Linked DNA regions of Macaca mulatta: region 2 is linked to region 1. Evidence: chromatin contacts called from public Hi-C data. All regions are on one chromosome and are shown on one strand. The core of a region is the stretch at or near the end of the contact, and the rest is flanking DNA. Distances in the headings are between cores, read along the strand shown.

Region 1 (6,926 bases), core at 1,871-4,370:
AGCTGAGACCACAGGTGCATGCTACCATGCCTTGCTAATGGTTTTATTTTTTGTAGAGACAGGATCTTGCTGTGTTGCCCAGGCTGGTCTCAAACTCCTGGACTTGGCCGGGTGTGGTGGCTCATGCTCGTAATCCCAGCACTTTGGGAGGCCGAGGCGGGAGGATCACCTGAGGTCAGGAGTTTGAGACCAGCCTGACCAACATGGAGAAACTCTATCTCTACTAAAAATACAAAATTAGTTGGGCGTGGTGGCACATGCCCATAATCCCAGCTACTCGGGAGGCTGAGGCAGGAGAATCGCTTGAATCCAGGAGGTGGAGGTTGCGGTGAGCCGAGATTGCATCTGCACTCCAGCCTGGGTAACAAGAGCGAAACTCCGTCTCCAAACAAACAAACAAAAAACAAAACAAAACAAAAAAACACGAACAACAACAACAAAAAAACTCCTGGGCTCAAGTGACCCTCCTGCCTTGGCTTCCCAAACAATCCCGCTGGGATTACAGGCGTGAGCCACCCCACCAGACCAAACATTACGTTTAAAAACAACAAATTCACAATCCCAGCACTTTGGGAGGCCGAGACGGGTGGATCACGAGGTCAGGAGATCGAGACCATCCTGGCTAACACGGTGAAACCCCGTCTCTACTAAAAAATACAAAAAAAAAAAAAAAAAAAACCAACAACAACAAATTCACTGGGAAAATGCTGGGTTGGGTAGCAACTCAACCTTGCAGATTACAATTCAGTTTCAAACACAGGTTGGCGCTGGATATGGGAGTTCAGCAATGCAGAGAAAGCATTCTCTGAGAATCACTGACTATGGAATTTACAAACAAAAAGAGTATTATGTGTTTTATCATTATTTGTAATTGATATGATACACACATTTCATACCAGTAACATTTATAATAAATGTGTGTGTATATATGCAGTCCTTCCCCAGTCAATTGTTAAACATGTACCATCAGCCTGACCATTACGATATGTATTTCCTGGCTTTCCTTTATTATGTAACCATGTGTAGAGTTTCCATTTATCTAAATAGAGATTACCCAGGCATCTCAGAGTCCGGAGCAGTATCCGGCACATAGTAAGTATTTACAATCATGCAGTAGGGCAACCATTCATGCCATATATGACAGTGGTCCTCTAAGATTATAATACCGTAAGACTATAATACTGTATCTTTACCTTACCTTTTTTACGTTTAGATACATACTTACCATTGTGTTACAATTGCTCATAGTATTCAGTACATTAACATGCTGTTAAAGGTTTGTAGCCTAGGACCAACAGGCTGTACCATACAGGTTTGTGTAATTACATGCTGTGATGTTCACACAAGGATGAAATTGCCTAACAATGCATTTCTCAGAAGGTATCCCCTTTCTCAAGCGATGCAAGACTGTATTTAAGATGGGCTGGAAGCGGTGGCTCAGACCTGTAATCCCAGCACTTTGGGAGGCTGAGGTGGGAGGACTGCTTGAGGCCAGGAGTTTGAGAACAGCCTGGGCAACACAGTGAGACTCCTGTTTCTACAAAAATAAAAAAATAAAATAATAGAGGATGTTGCTGAGCTAGGCATGGTGACTCATGCCTGTAATTCAGCACTTTGGGAGGCTAAGGTGGGAGGGTTACTTGAAGCCAGGGGTTCGAAACCAGCCTGGGCAACAAGGCAAAACCCTGTCTCTATAAAATATATTAATACAACAATTAGCTGGGAATGGAGGCTCGCGCCTGTAACCCTGGCTACTTGAGAGACTGAGGCAGGAGAATCGCTTGAGCCCGGGAGGCTGAGGCTGCAGTGAGCCATGATTGTGCCACTGCACTCGATCCTGGGCAACACAGTGAGACCCTGTCTCAAGAAAAAAAAAAGGTCTCTGGAGTAAATTGAGGAACACTAATTTTACAGAAACAACCGACAGTGGCAATGCAATTCTGAACCTTTGCTATAAAATGGCGGAAAAAGTCAGGAGGAAGTTTGCGTGTTTGTTATTTTCCCTGCCACTTGCTTTTTAATCTTCATACACCTTTCTCAAATCCTTTTAGAATAGGGTATGACACTTCTTTCTGTTTCTGTTTTTAAGCAACAACTGTAACAACTACCACTGACGGAGTGCTTAGGAAACGCCCAATAGATTTCATGTAGAATATCATCAACAGGCCGGGCACAATTACTCACTCCTGTAATCCCAGCACTTCAGGAGGCTGAGGCGGGAAGGATGGTTTGAGCCCAGGAGTTTGAGACCAGCCTGGGTAACATAGGGAGACCCCCTTTTCTCCAAAAAACAACAAAAAAATCTCATAAAATCTGTAAGAGTAGGTGACAGAGTAAAAAATCTGAAACAACACTCTTTTAACATTTTATAAATTTCCTCCCCATTCATTTATTTATTTATGCAGCCACTGACCCACGCACGGTCATCCCTGCTGGGGGCGGACACAACCCGCGCCCCCAGGTTCGAGGACACCCAATGTTTAGAAAACGGGCCCTGCGAATCCCACCGGCCCCACGTGGACTCTCGGAGGCTCCCCCCTCCCTTTGGAGCCTTGAAAAACCCGCACAAATCCGGCCTCCACCCGTCACTCGCGCACACGACACTGGGCAGGCGACCCCACCGCCCCGGAACATCCCTGCGCAGCCGTCGCGAACGGGCAACGGACCCCGCCGCGCCACCGGAAGGCGCCTCGCGACGAGTTGTGCGCACGCGCAATGTGCAACAAGGCGCCGCCAGTGGGCGCTGCGGCCCTGCTCGCGCTGTGGGGGAGGGGAGCCGCAGCGCCAGGGCTGGACCACGTGCGCACCACGTGGCGCCCCAGCAGCACCGGTCCGCGGTAGGGCGGTCCGGCCGGCCACGCCGCGCAGCCAGCAGTCCCTGAGGGTGGCGGGGCCGGTCTCCCGGCCGGCGACCCCGCGCCTGCTGACCTCTGACCTCCGACCCCACTCCCCTTAGGGTTACCCCTCGCCGGCAGCCGCGCGGTGTGTTTATAAACAGAGCTCCCGGCAGGCCCGAAAGCCCGGATCGGCGGATTCACGCCGCGGGAACGGCGCCTTCCGCGCGTGTGCGCCGCCCGCGCATGCGCCTTACGGTTGTGCCGCACTGCTCCTCCTGCGCTCGCGCAGTGGCGGCGCAGGGCGGGCTGCTAGCAGGGCCCGGGGCGGGGCCGGGCTCTGCGGCCGGGCAGGGAAGGGGCGCGGAGAGGCACACCCGGCCCGCCCCTGACCTGCTCCTCACCCTGCGGAGGGTTCACCTGCTGCGTGACCTCGCGCAGGCCGCCCACTGGCCTCTGAGCCAGTGGGGCCCCCGTGGGTGGTCGTGGAGGTACAGTGGTGACCTGGATGGAGGGCGGCACCGGGCCCCGCAGTGCCCCCTTGGGCAACTGCGCCCAGCAGCTAAGAGGCCCCCTGGAGACAAATCAGTTCCAGGGAGAGGAACACCTTGCAATATGATTTAGCCTTAAAAAGGAATGGAGTGCAGTTTATGTTTTGTATGTGTATATCTATATATCTATTTTTAAATTTTTACTTTTATTTTTCAAACAGGGTCTTGTTCTGTTGCCCAGGCTGGAGTACAATGGTGGCATTACAGCTCACTGCAGTTTCCACCTCCCGGACTCAGGCGATCCTCCCACCTCAGCCTCCCAAATAGCTGAAACCACCACCACACCCAGCTAATTTTTTTTTTTGAGATGGAGTCTCGCTCTGTTGCCCAGGCTGGAGTGCAGTGGTGCAATCTCGGCTCACTGCAACCTCTGCCTCATGGGTTCAAGCGATTCTCCTGCCTCAGCCTCCTGAGGAGCTAGGATTACAGGTGTGCACCACCACGCCCAGCTAATTTTTTTGTATTTTTAGTAGAGACGGGGTTTCACCATGTTGGCCGGGCTGAACTCGAACTCCTGACCTCAGGTGATCCACCCGCCTCGGCCTCCCAAAATGCTGGGATTACAGGCATAAGCCACCACCCCTGACCATTTTTTTTTTCCTTTCTGTTTTTGATAGAGATAGGGTCTTGTTATGTTGCCCAGGCTGGTCTTGAACACCTGGGCTTAGATCTTCTCACCTTAGCCTCCCGAAGTGTTGGGATTACAGATGTGAGCCACCTTGCCTGACCTATATTTTTAATTTAATTTTTTTAATTGTTAATTTTTATGGGTACATAGTAGGTGTATAGATTTATGGGACACATGAGATCTTTGTGTTATAGTCACACTAGGGTAAATAGGGTTTCCTTCACCCCTAGCATTCATCATTTCTGTGTGATAAACATTCCAATTGCACTCTCTTGGTTTTTCTAAAATGTGCAACAAATTAGTGCTGACTGTGGTCACCCTGCTGTGCTAGAAAATTCTAGATCTTATTTGTTGTATCTAACTATATTTTTGTACACAGTAATCATCCCCCTTTCCCAACTCCCCCCACTATCCTAATGTTTTGTATATTTTATCACAACTTTACTTTATTATTATTATTTTTTGAGACTCTGTTTCACTCTGCTGCCCAGGCTGAAGTGCAATGGCCCGATCTCAGCTCACTGCAATCTCTGCCCCCTGGGTTCAAGCGATTCTTATGTCTCACCGTCCTGAGGAGCTGGATTAGAGGCCACGCAAGGCTAATTTTTGTATTTTTAGTAGAGACGGGGTTTTGCCATGTTGGCCAGGCCGTTCTCAAACTCCTGACTTCAGGTGATCCACCTGCTTTGGCCTCCCAAAGTGCTGGGATTGCAGTCGTGATCACAGTTTTAAAAAGGAAGGAGACTCTGACACCTACTTCAACATGGACGAACCTTGAGGACATGGTGCTGAGTGAAATCAGCCAGACACAGAAGGACAGGCCATGCATGATTCTGCTTATATGGGGTTCCTAGAGCCATCAGATTCATAGGTGCAGAAAGTAGAATGGTGGTTCCCAGAGGCTGGGGGCCAAAGGAGGGTGTGTGAGTGTTTGATGGGGACAGAGTTTGAGTTTGGGAAGATGAAAGAATTCTGGAGATGGGTGGTGGTGATCACACGATAGTGTGGATGTGCCTAATGCCCCTGAACTGCACGCTTGAAAATGGTTAAGCTTGGCGGGGCGTGGTGGCTCACGTCTGTCATCCCAGCACTTTGGGAGGCCGAGGGGGGCAGATCACCTGAGGTCAGGAGTTGGAGACCAACCTGGGGAACATGATGAAACCTCGTCTCTACTAAAAATGCAAAAATTAGCTGGGCGTGGTGGCGGGCACCTGTAATCTCAGCTACTTGGGGGACTGAGGCAGGAGAATCACTTGAACCCTGGAGGCAAAGTTTGCAGTGAGCCGAGATTGCGCCACTGGACTCCAGCCTGTGCGACAAAGCGAGACTCCATTTCAAAAAAAAAAAAGGTTAAGCTTTTAAATTCTATGCTAAGCCTATTTTAACCACTTGCAGTGCAGATCAGATCACATTGTGTCTGTCCCGTGACCATGTCCTCTCTGTGATCCAAGAGGCTCAGCCCTGCTCCCTGATGGGTCTCGCCCCTGCCTGTGTCATCATCTTGAACCCCTCCGGCCCCACCTGGCTGCCTTTCTGACCTCAAACACCCAGCCTCAGGGCTGCTCTGATGATCTCTCTGGTGGAAATGCTTCTTCTTATCTTCTCATGAGCATGTCCCCCTGGTGTATTTGTTCATTTCATACAGATGCATCCCTTGAACTGGGGAATTAGCTCAAATGGTAGAGCCCTCGTTTAGCATAAACAGGCATCCTTGCTTTGTAGATGTCAAGCATTATAAAAGGAGCAGGGGAGACACAAGGGAGGAAAACAGGTAAGGACTTCCCTCTGGTGGACTTCACATTCCTACAGAGGATGTGGTCAGTAAACACAAACAAAACCATCAGGTGGTTGGCGGTGAGCGTTGGTGGTTAGGAAAATACAGTGATCTGGATCAGGTGATCCTGAAGAATTCTCTGGAGGTGGCCCTTTGACCCCGAGGCCTCTTTGACAAGGAGATAGCAATGGGAAGATTGGGAGGGAGCAAAAGGGACTTTCCAGCGACAGAGAAAAGCAAGTGCAAAAAGCCCTGAGGCCAGGACTATTTTGGTGGAACAGAAAGACCAGACCAGGTAGTGGGAGCATGTGAGTGAGGGGGAGTTTTCTGTTTTTCGTTTTTGAGACAGAGCCTCACTGTGTTGCCAGGCTGGAGTGCAGTGGCATGATCTCGGCTCACTGCAACCTCCGCCTCCCAGGTTCAAGCAATTCTCCTGACTCAGCCTCCCGAGTAGCTGGGACTATAGGCGCATGTCACCACGTCCCGCTAATTTTTTGTATTTTTAGTAGAGAGGGGGTTTCATCATGTTAGCCAGGCTGGTCTCCATCTCCTGACCTCGTGATCTGCCTGCCTTGGCCTCCCAAAGTGCTGGGATTATAGGCGTGAGCCACTGTGCCCAGCAAAGGGGGAGTTTTAAGGTAAAGAAGGAGGCAGAGGCCGGCACACTGGCTCATACCTGTAATCTCAGCATTTTGGGAGGCTGAGGTGGGAGGATCACTTGAGCCCAGGGGTTTGAGGCTGCAGTGAGCTAGGACCTCCAGCCTGAATGACTGTACTCCAGTGTGAGTGATAGAGCAAGACCTTGTCTCAAAAAAAAAAAAAAAAAAGTTTGTTTATATGTCGTTTCTTTTTTTCTTCTTTTTTTTTTTTGGAGCGGGCGACAGAGTCTCACTCTGTGGCCCAGGCTGGAGTGCAGTGGTGCGATCTCAGCTAACTGCAACCGCATCCTGGGTTCAAGCGATCCTCCCGCCTCAGCCTCCCTTGTAGCTGGGACTACAGGTGAACACCACCACGCCCAGCTAATTTTGTGTGTGTGTGTGTTTTTTTTTTTTTAAGTAGAGATAGGGTTTCACCATGTTGGCCAGGCTAGTCTCGAACTCCTGACCCAGGTGATCCACCCACCTTGGCCTCCTAAAGTG
Region 2 (6,926 bases), core at 2,056-4,555, 45 kb before region 1:
ACATATATGACTACTTAGGTATAAGTTTTCTAAAATTAAAAAAAAAAAGTGAGGCCAGGTACAGTGGCTCACGTCTGTAATCCCAGCACTTTGGGAGGCCGAGGGAGGCAGATCACAAAGTCAAGAGATCGAGACCATCCTGGCTAACACAGCGAAACCCCATCTCTACTAAAAATCCAAAAAATTAGACTGGCGTGGTGGTATGTGCCTGTAATCCCAGCTACTCAGGAGGCTGAGGCAGGAGAATCACTTGAACCCAGGAGGTGGAGTTTGCAGTGAGCCATTGCACACCACTCTGGGCAACAGAGCAAGACTCCGTGACAAAAAAAAAAAAAAAGAAAGACAAAAGAAGCAAACAGCTCTTTTCTAGGAGGGTGGACATAGACATCCACTTAATGTTTTTCCTTCTGCACATGTGCTTTGTTCTTGTAAATTTTACATGCTGCCTACATAGATATTGCTCACATGTGCAGGTGAAGTCAAATAAAAACAGACAGGCACAGTGCACCGAGCACTTCACACACATCTAATGCACCAAGTCAGCGGGTGGGCATCCGTGTAGCCTGACAGCTCCACCACGATGCCTGGTAATGCACCCACTGAGAACACGAGCTCCCTGGAGCATAAATGTGCAAGGACTGTATACACTGATAACATTTCATAAATAACAAACCCGCTACTGGCCTATTTGTAGACAATCTGAGGTCGAAATTTTTTCCCCTTGAGTTAGAAAAAAAAAATACCGTGAAAACCTCCTTCAAGATTCACTAAAGCTGGGTCTGACTGGGGAGTGTACCTGTTTCCATGGCTGGAGCAGGAAACCTGAAAACAAGACTGTTTAATGGAAGTACTTGGTGAACCTGAGTTACATAAAAGTGCATCTGTAAAGCAGGTCTCTAAGGGGGGCCTGGGGAGCCTACCTGTCATTTTCTTACTGGAAGGGAGAGTGGCCAGCAAATGCATTTAATGGCCCCAAACAGAAGAGAGTACATTGGTTATGGAAAAGAGAGAGCAGAGTAATAACTGAGGCAAAGAACAACTTTGTTATCTCCTGGGTTCTGATTTTACCAAAATGCACACCTTTCAGCATGGCTAGGAAAAGGTATACTTCCCCTCTCACGCCCCAAGAGGGAGTGAGTCATTGTTGATGTTGCATTGTAAATTATTCAATGCGATATTTGTAACCAAACATGCCAAGACTCTAAAAATGGGGAGAAGTTTACAGACACAAACTTTGGGCCCTGGGAATTACCCCAGCAAAAATTCCCCAGACGCAAGGCGTTTATAAAAGGGAGTAATTAGACAGACAACCCTGGAACAAGAACCACATTGAAGAAATATAAACACTGGTGATGAGTTAGAGGCAATCACTAAATAGAAAAAGAAAGTGGCTCCAGAGGAAATGAGTAATTAAACAGGCTTTCTCCTGATCAACAGACCTTGAGGTCCGGGGCTCAGCACAGGGTGCGGAGGGCGGGCGGTGGAGCTGGAAAGGAGGGAACCGGAATGGGCAGGAGGTGACCATGGGATGCTTTGAAAAGGCACCAACAGGCCTGGGCAGCCATCCAGGCCCAGCTGGGTCTCTCTGCCCCGGCGACCTCGGGCCCAGGGGAATCTAATTTGAGCTTGGGGTCCTGCTACTCCATCCCAGGAGCACTCACTGGCGAGGTAAACTGAGGCACAGGCTTCCTGTCCTCTCCTCTCCCTGCCAGGCCTCTGCTCCTTCAGCACAGTCCAAACTACTAGGGAGCTCGCACTTCCCGGAGCAACACCCTTCCCACTGTCCTGGGTGAGTGTGCTGGGGCCCCCCAGGACCCAGACTGGATGGGGTCGGGGTGATCCAAGGGTCCAGACCAGACAGGGTCAGAGGTGGCCACTGGGGTCCAGGACCGCAGGGATCAGGCACTGAGGTGACTTGAGGCCCTGGCTGGTGGGGGTCGGGGGTAGTCCTGAAAACCAGGCCAGGCTGGGGTGACCCTGGAGTTCAAGCTGGTGGGGGTCCGGGGTGACCTGGAAGGGTTGAGGGTGATCCCCAGGCCCAAGAAACAGGGACTGGGGTCAGGGTGACCTCAGTGTCCAGCTGGGCGGAGCTGGGGTGGGAGTGGCCCTGCGAGCCCAGGCTTGTGGGGTTAGTGGTCGGGGTGGCCCGGGGGGGGGGGCCTAGGAAGTGGGGGTCATGGTTGACCTTGCGTGTTTACGCGGGGTGGGGACGTAAACGACCGCAGGGATCTAGGCCAGTAGGAGTTAAGAATGACCACCGAGTCCAGGCCAGTGGGAGCTGGGGGACAGCAGGGATCTGGGTCAGGGGTGACCTAAGAAGCCCAGCCAGGTGGGCTTGGGGTAGGGGTGGCTCCAGGAGCCCAGGCCGGTGGGAGATGAGGTCAGGGGTGACCCCAGGAGCCGCGAAGTGTGGGTAGGGGTTGACCCGAGTACAGGCCGGTGGAGGTCGGGAGCGACGGGGTGTCCAGGCCGGCGAAAGTGGAGGAGAATCCTCAGGCCGGAGGGTCCAGAATTGGGGTCTAGGTGACCCCAGGGACCCAGGAGGCGGGGGTCGGGGTTGACCCCGGGGTCCAGGCCGGTCGGGGGTTAACGGGGGTGGCTGGGGGTGGTGGGGGCTCAGGCCAGGTAGGCTGTAGGGGGATCCCCAGGTCTGGGCCTCAGAGATCGAGGTCGGGGGTGAGCCCCGGGTGCGGGCGGCGGGGGTCGCGGGGGCACTCACTGCTTGGGCAGCTGCAAGGCGGGCGCGCCGCGCCGCTGGAAGGCCCCGTCCACGAAGACGCCGTTCTTGCCGAGGCAGCGCAGGTAGAAGTGCGGCTCCTGGAAGCTGAGCTGCAGGTGGCGCCGCGAGATGAAGCTGGACAGGCCCATGTTCAAGTCCACCGAGCCCTGCGACGAGTTGCGGCCGATGGTGACGCTGGGCTGGCGCATGAGGAACTCGAACTCGCGGCCCTCCAGCCGCGCCAGCGCCGGCCCCGGGCTCTGCCGCACCGAGGCGGCCGCCGCGGCCACCAGGGCCGGCGCCGCGCCCGCGCCCCCGGAGTCTCCGGATACCCCGGAGGAGCCCCCGGAGGAGCCCCCGGAGGAGCCCGCGCCCGCGATCGCGCCGGGAGGCAGCGGCGGCGGCGGCGGCAGCGGCGGCCCAGGCGGAGGCTGGGGCTGCGCTGGGGCCGGCGGGGGCGCGGCCGCGGGGAAGGCGGCGGCGGCGGCTGCGGCGCACAGCACGGGGCTGCAGGGCGCCGAGCGCAGCGCGAGCAGGGCGCGGGCGCCGCTGTCCTCGCCGACTTCGGCCATGTTCGCGCGGCTCCGAGCGGCCTCCGGCGGCGGCGGCTGCAGCGGCGGCGCGGGGGGCGGGGAGGCCGGGGCGCTGGGCGGGCGCGGAAACCCGGACCAGATCGCGCCGGCGCGGAGCGGAGCCTCCCAGCCCACCGTGCGCCTCGCCGGCCCGCCGGTCCCGCCCAGCGCAGCCCACGCGGCGCGCGCCAGCTGGGGGCCGGGGGCGAGGCCTGTGCTGGCAGGGCTGGGGGGGTCCCCCGGAGAGCTGGACCCGGCGCACCTAGCCCCCTGCCCGCGGGGCTGCAGCCGGTGGACGCCCTTTCCTCCATGGGGGGAACAGGGGACCCTTGAAATGCCCATCTGGAAAGTTTTGAGCCTGGGTCACTGGAGAAAGGAACAGATGACCTCAGCTGTGTCTCCGCCCCAGCCACTCCAGCCCCCCAACCCTAAAGTGTAAGATAGATAGAAGATAAAATATGTGTGTATTATATATAATACATATGTTTATATTTTAATCTCGCTCTGTCGCCCAGGCTGGAGTGTAGTGGCACAATCATAACTCACTGCAACTTCCACCTCCTGTGCTCAAGGGACCCTCCTGCCTCTGCCTGCCAAGTGCCACCATGCCCAGCTAATTTTTTTACTTTTTATAGAGACAGGGTCTTGCTATGTTGGCCAGGCTGGTCTCAAACTCCTGATCTCAAGAGATCTATCTATCTCGACCTCCCAAGGCGCTGGGATTACCCGTGTGAGCCACAGTGCCAGGCCTGATCATTCTTAAACCCTCAGATTAAAGGTCATCATACTTTACTGTAACTGAAGACCACTTGAGATGGATACCTGAATCCCTGATCCCTTCTTTCCTTCCTTCTTTCCTTCCTTCCCTCCCTCCTTCCTTCCCTCCTTCCTTCCTTCCCTCCCTCCCTCACTCTCTCCCTCCCTCTCTCCCTCCCTCGCTCTCTCCCTCCCTCCTTTCTTTTCTTTTTTTTTTTTTTTTTTTTTTTTTGAGATGGAGTCTGGCTCTGTCGCCCAGGCTGGAGTGCAGTGGCCGGATCTCAGCTCACTACAAGCTCCGCCTCCCGGGTTTACGCCATTCTCCTGCCTCAGCCTCCCGAGTAGCTGGGACTACAGGCGCCCGCCACCTCGCCCGGCTAGTTTTTTTTTTTTTGTATGTTTTAGTAGAGACGGGGTTTCACCGGGTTAGCCAGGATGGTCTCGATCTCCTGACCTCGTGATCCGCCCGTCTCGGCCTCCCAAAGTGCTGGGATTACAGGCTTGAGCCACCGTGCCTGGCCTCTTTTCTTTTTTTATTACTTTCCTTTCCTTTCCTTTTTTTCTCTCTCTTTCTTTCTTTCTTTCTTTCTTTCTTTCTCTCTTTCTCTCTTTCTCTCTTTCCCTCCCTCCCTCCCTTCCTTCTCTCTCTCTCTCTCTTTCTTGTCTTTTTCTTTTGAGACAGGGTCTCACTCTGTCACCCAGGCTGGAGTGCAGTGGCGCAGTCATAGCTCACTGCAGCTCGACCTCCCAGACTCAGGTGATTTTCCCACCTCACCCTCCCAAGTAGCTGGGACTATGAGCCACCATGCCCAACTAATTTTTAATTTTTAAGTTTTCTCTTTTTTTTTAATTTTGAGACAGAGTCTTACTCTGTCATTCAGGCTGGAGTGCAATGGTGCAGTCTTGGCTCACTGCAACCTCTGCCTCCCGGGTCCAAGCGATTTTCCTGCCTCAGCCTCCCAAGTGTCTGGGATTATAGGCATCTGCCACCACACCCAGCTAATTTTTGTATTTTTAGTAGAGATGGAGTTTCACCATGTTGGTGAGGCTGGTCTTGAACTCCTGACCTCAGGTGATCCACCCACCTCGACCTCCCAAAGTGCTGGGATTGCAGGCGTGAACCACCTCGCCCGGCCTTTTTAAATTTTGTATAGTGACAGGGTCTCGTTATATTGCCCAAGCTGGTCTCCAACTCCAGGGCTCAAGCAGTCTCCCACCTCAGCCTCCCAAAATGCTGGGTTACAGGCGTGAGCCACCGCGCCCAGCCTAGCTCTCTTTCTTTTTAGAGCCCTTCATTCACTCATTCGATATGCTAGATCCAGGCAAGACAGATCTGAGAGAATGCCCCAGAGAGAAATGTTAGCTGAAAACAGGGAGTGGCAAACGTGGGCATCACTGGGATCCCTTTGGGACTTCAGTAGCCTGGTCCTCCATTGCCAATTCAGATCCCCCTAAAAAGGCGGTGCAGTTTCCACATTTCCCTCATTTATGAATTATTAAGGGTGGGAAAGGAGACACAGTTCCCACCCTGATGGAGATTATAGTCGAGGGGGAGATGCAGATATTAAATCAAAGACACATCTAGTAAAAGTAAAATCAAGTCACAGCTATGATACATCCAGTGATGGACTAGTGCATGGTGATGTGCGAGTATAGACGAGAGACTGGGCCTAAGGCAGGAGCTTCCCTGCCCCGCACACACCGTGCTCCAATCTGGGGCTGAAATAGGTATTAATCTCATCTCTCAGTCTTGAATATGTGCATGCAAACAGAGGTAAGTGGGAGGCAAGGAAAGCATTTTTTTTTCTTTTTTTTTTTTTTTTTTGAGACAGAGTCCCCCTCAGTAGCCCAGGCTGGAGTGCAGTGGCGCGATCTCGGCTCACTGCAACCTCCGCCTCCCGGGTTCAAGCGAGTCTTCTGCCTCAGCCTCCTGAGTAGCTGGGACTACAGGTGTGCACCACCACACCCGGCTAATTTTTGTATGTTTAGTAGAGATAGGGTTTCACCATGTTTGCCAGGATAGTCTTGATCTCTTGACCTCATGATCCGCCTGCCTCGGACTCCCAAAGTGCTGGGATTACAGGCACTTTGGCGTGAGCCACGGTGGCCAGCCAAGGAACGCATTTTTAGCAGGAGCAGTAACTAGAGTACCTGCTTGATTGAGGTGGGGAGGATGGTAAACAGAGTCGGGGGCTCCTCCCTGAGGTCTAAGGGATGCCTGATTAGAGAAGTGGCAAGGGACTGTGAGGGCAGTGCCCCTGCCAGGAAACTGTGTGTGATAAAGAAGGAAGTATGGGACATGGAGGGGTAGGCAGGTGGCCACTGTGTGTGGAACCGAGTGGCCATGTTCAACTGAACCAGGTTAGGCTAAGGAGGGAAGAAGGGCCGAGATGGGTCCTATAGGATCTGGGGCTGATCCTAGAGTAGTGGGAAGCCACTGAGGGGCTTTAAGTGCAAGACGGCAGGCACACTGACGTGCAGTATCTGAAATGCAATCATACCCGCTGCCATGGGGATCCTGAACCTGAAATAGGCCAGAATGACGGCGGAGGTTCCTTAGGAAGCAGGAGACCAGCAAGAGAAGCGAAAGGAGAGAGGTGCAGAGAAGCAAAAGGATGCAGGAGATATTGATCTCCTGCAAAGGCATTTACACACACACTGTTGGTGGGAATGGAAGATGGGGTAGCCTCTGTGGGAAACATCATGGAGGGTCCTCAAAAAGTTAAAACTAGGCAGGGTGCAGTGGCTCACACCTGTAATCCCAGCATTTTGAGAGGCTGAGGTGGGTGATCACCTGAGGTCAGGAGTTTCAGACCAGCCTGGCCAACACGGTGAAACCCTGTCACTACCAAAATACAAAACAAAAAAAAATACCCGGG

The links. Hi-C and Micro-C count contacts between places; a contact is called where the count stands out from the background.
Region 2: a contact with region 1 is called in a Hi-C map of fetal cortex germinal zone, with 5 times the contacts expected there. The contact joins the promoter of FOXK1 here to the enhancer-like site in region 1. A contact is called at or near these places in 6 of 14 Hi-C or Micro-C datasets (CD4 T cells, blood, cortical neurons and 3 more).

Annotation. Positions count from the first base shown.
Region 1 is chr3:38,619,020-38,625,945 of T2T-MMU8v2.0, reverse strand. No RefSeq gene overlaps it. Among named protein-coding and RNA genes, the nearest start is that of FOXK1, 45 kb to the left of the region's middle. Within about 2 kb of position 3,120, at least 33 of the 40 cell types and tissues checked have an H3K27ac peak or open chromatin away from gene starts, as enhancers often do. A contact at or near this core is called in CD4 T cells, blood, cortical neurons and 3 more, where this site is marked.
Region 2 is chr3:38,663,974-38,670,899 of T2T-MMU8v2.0, reverse strand. FOXK1 (forkhead box K1) reads right to left here and starts at 3,305. Exons shown (of 9, transcript XM_015133208.3): 1 at 2,720-3,305. The coding sequence starts at 3,291.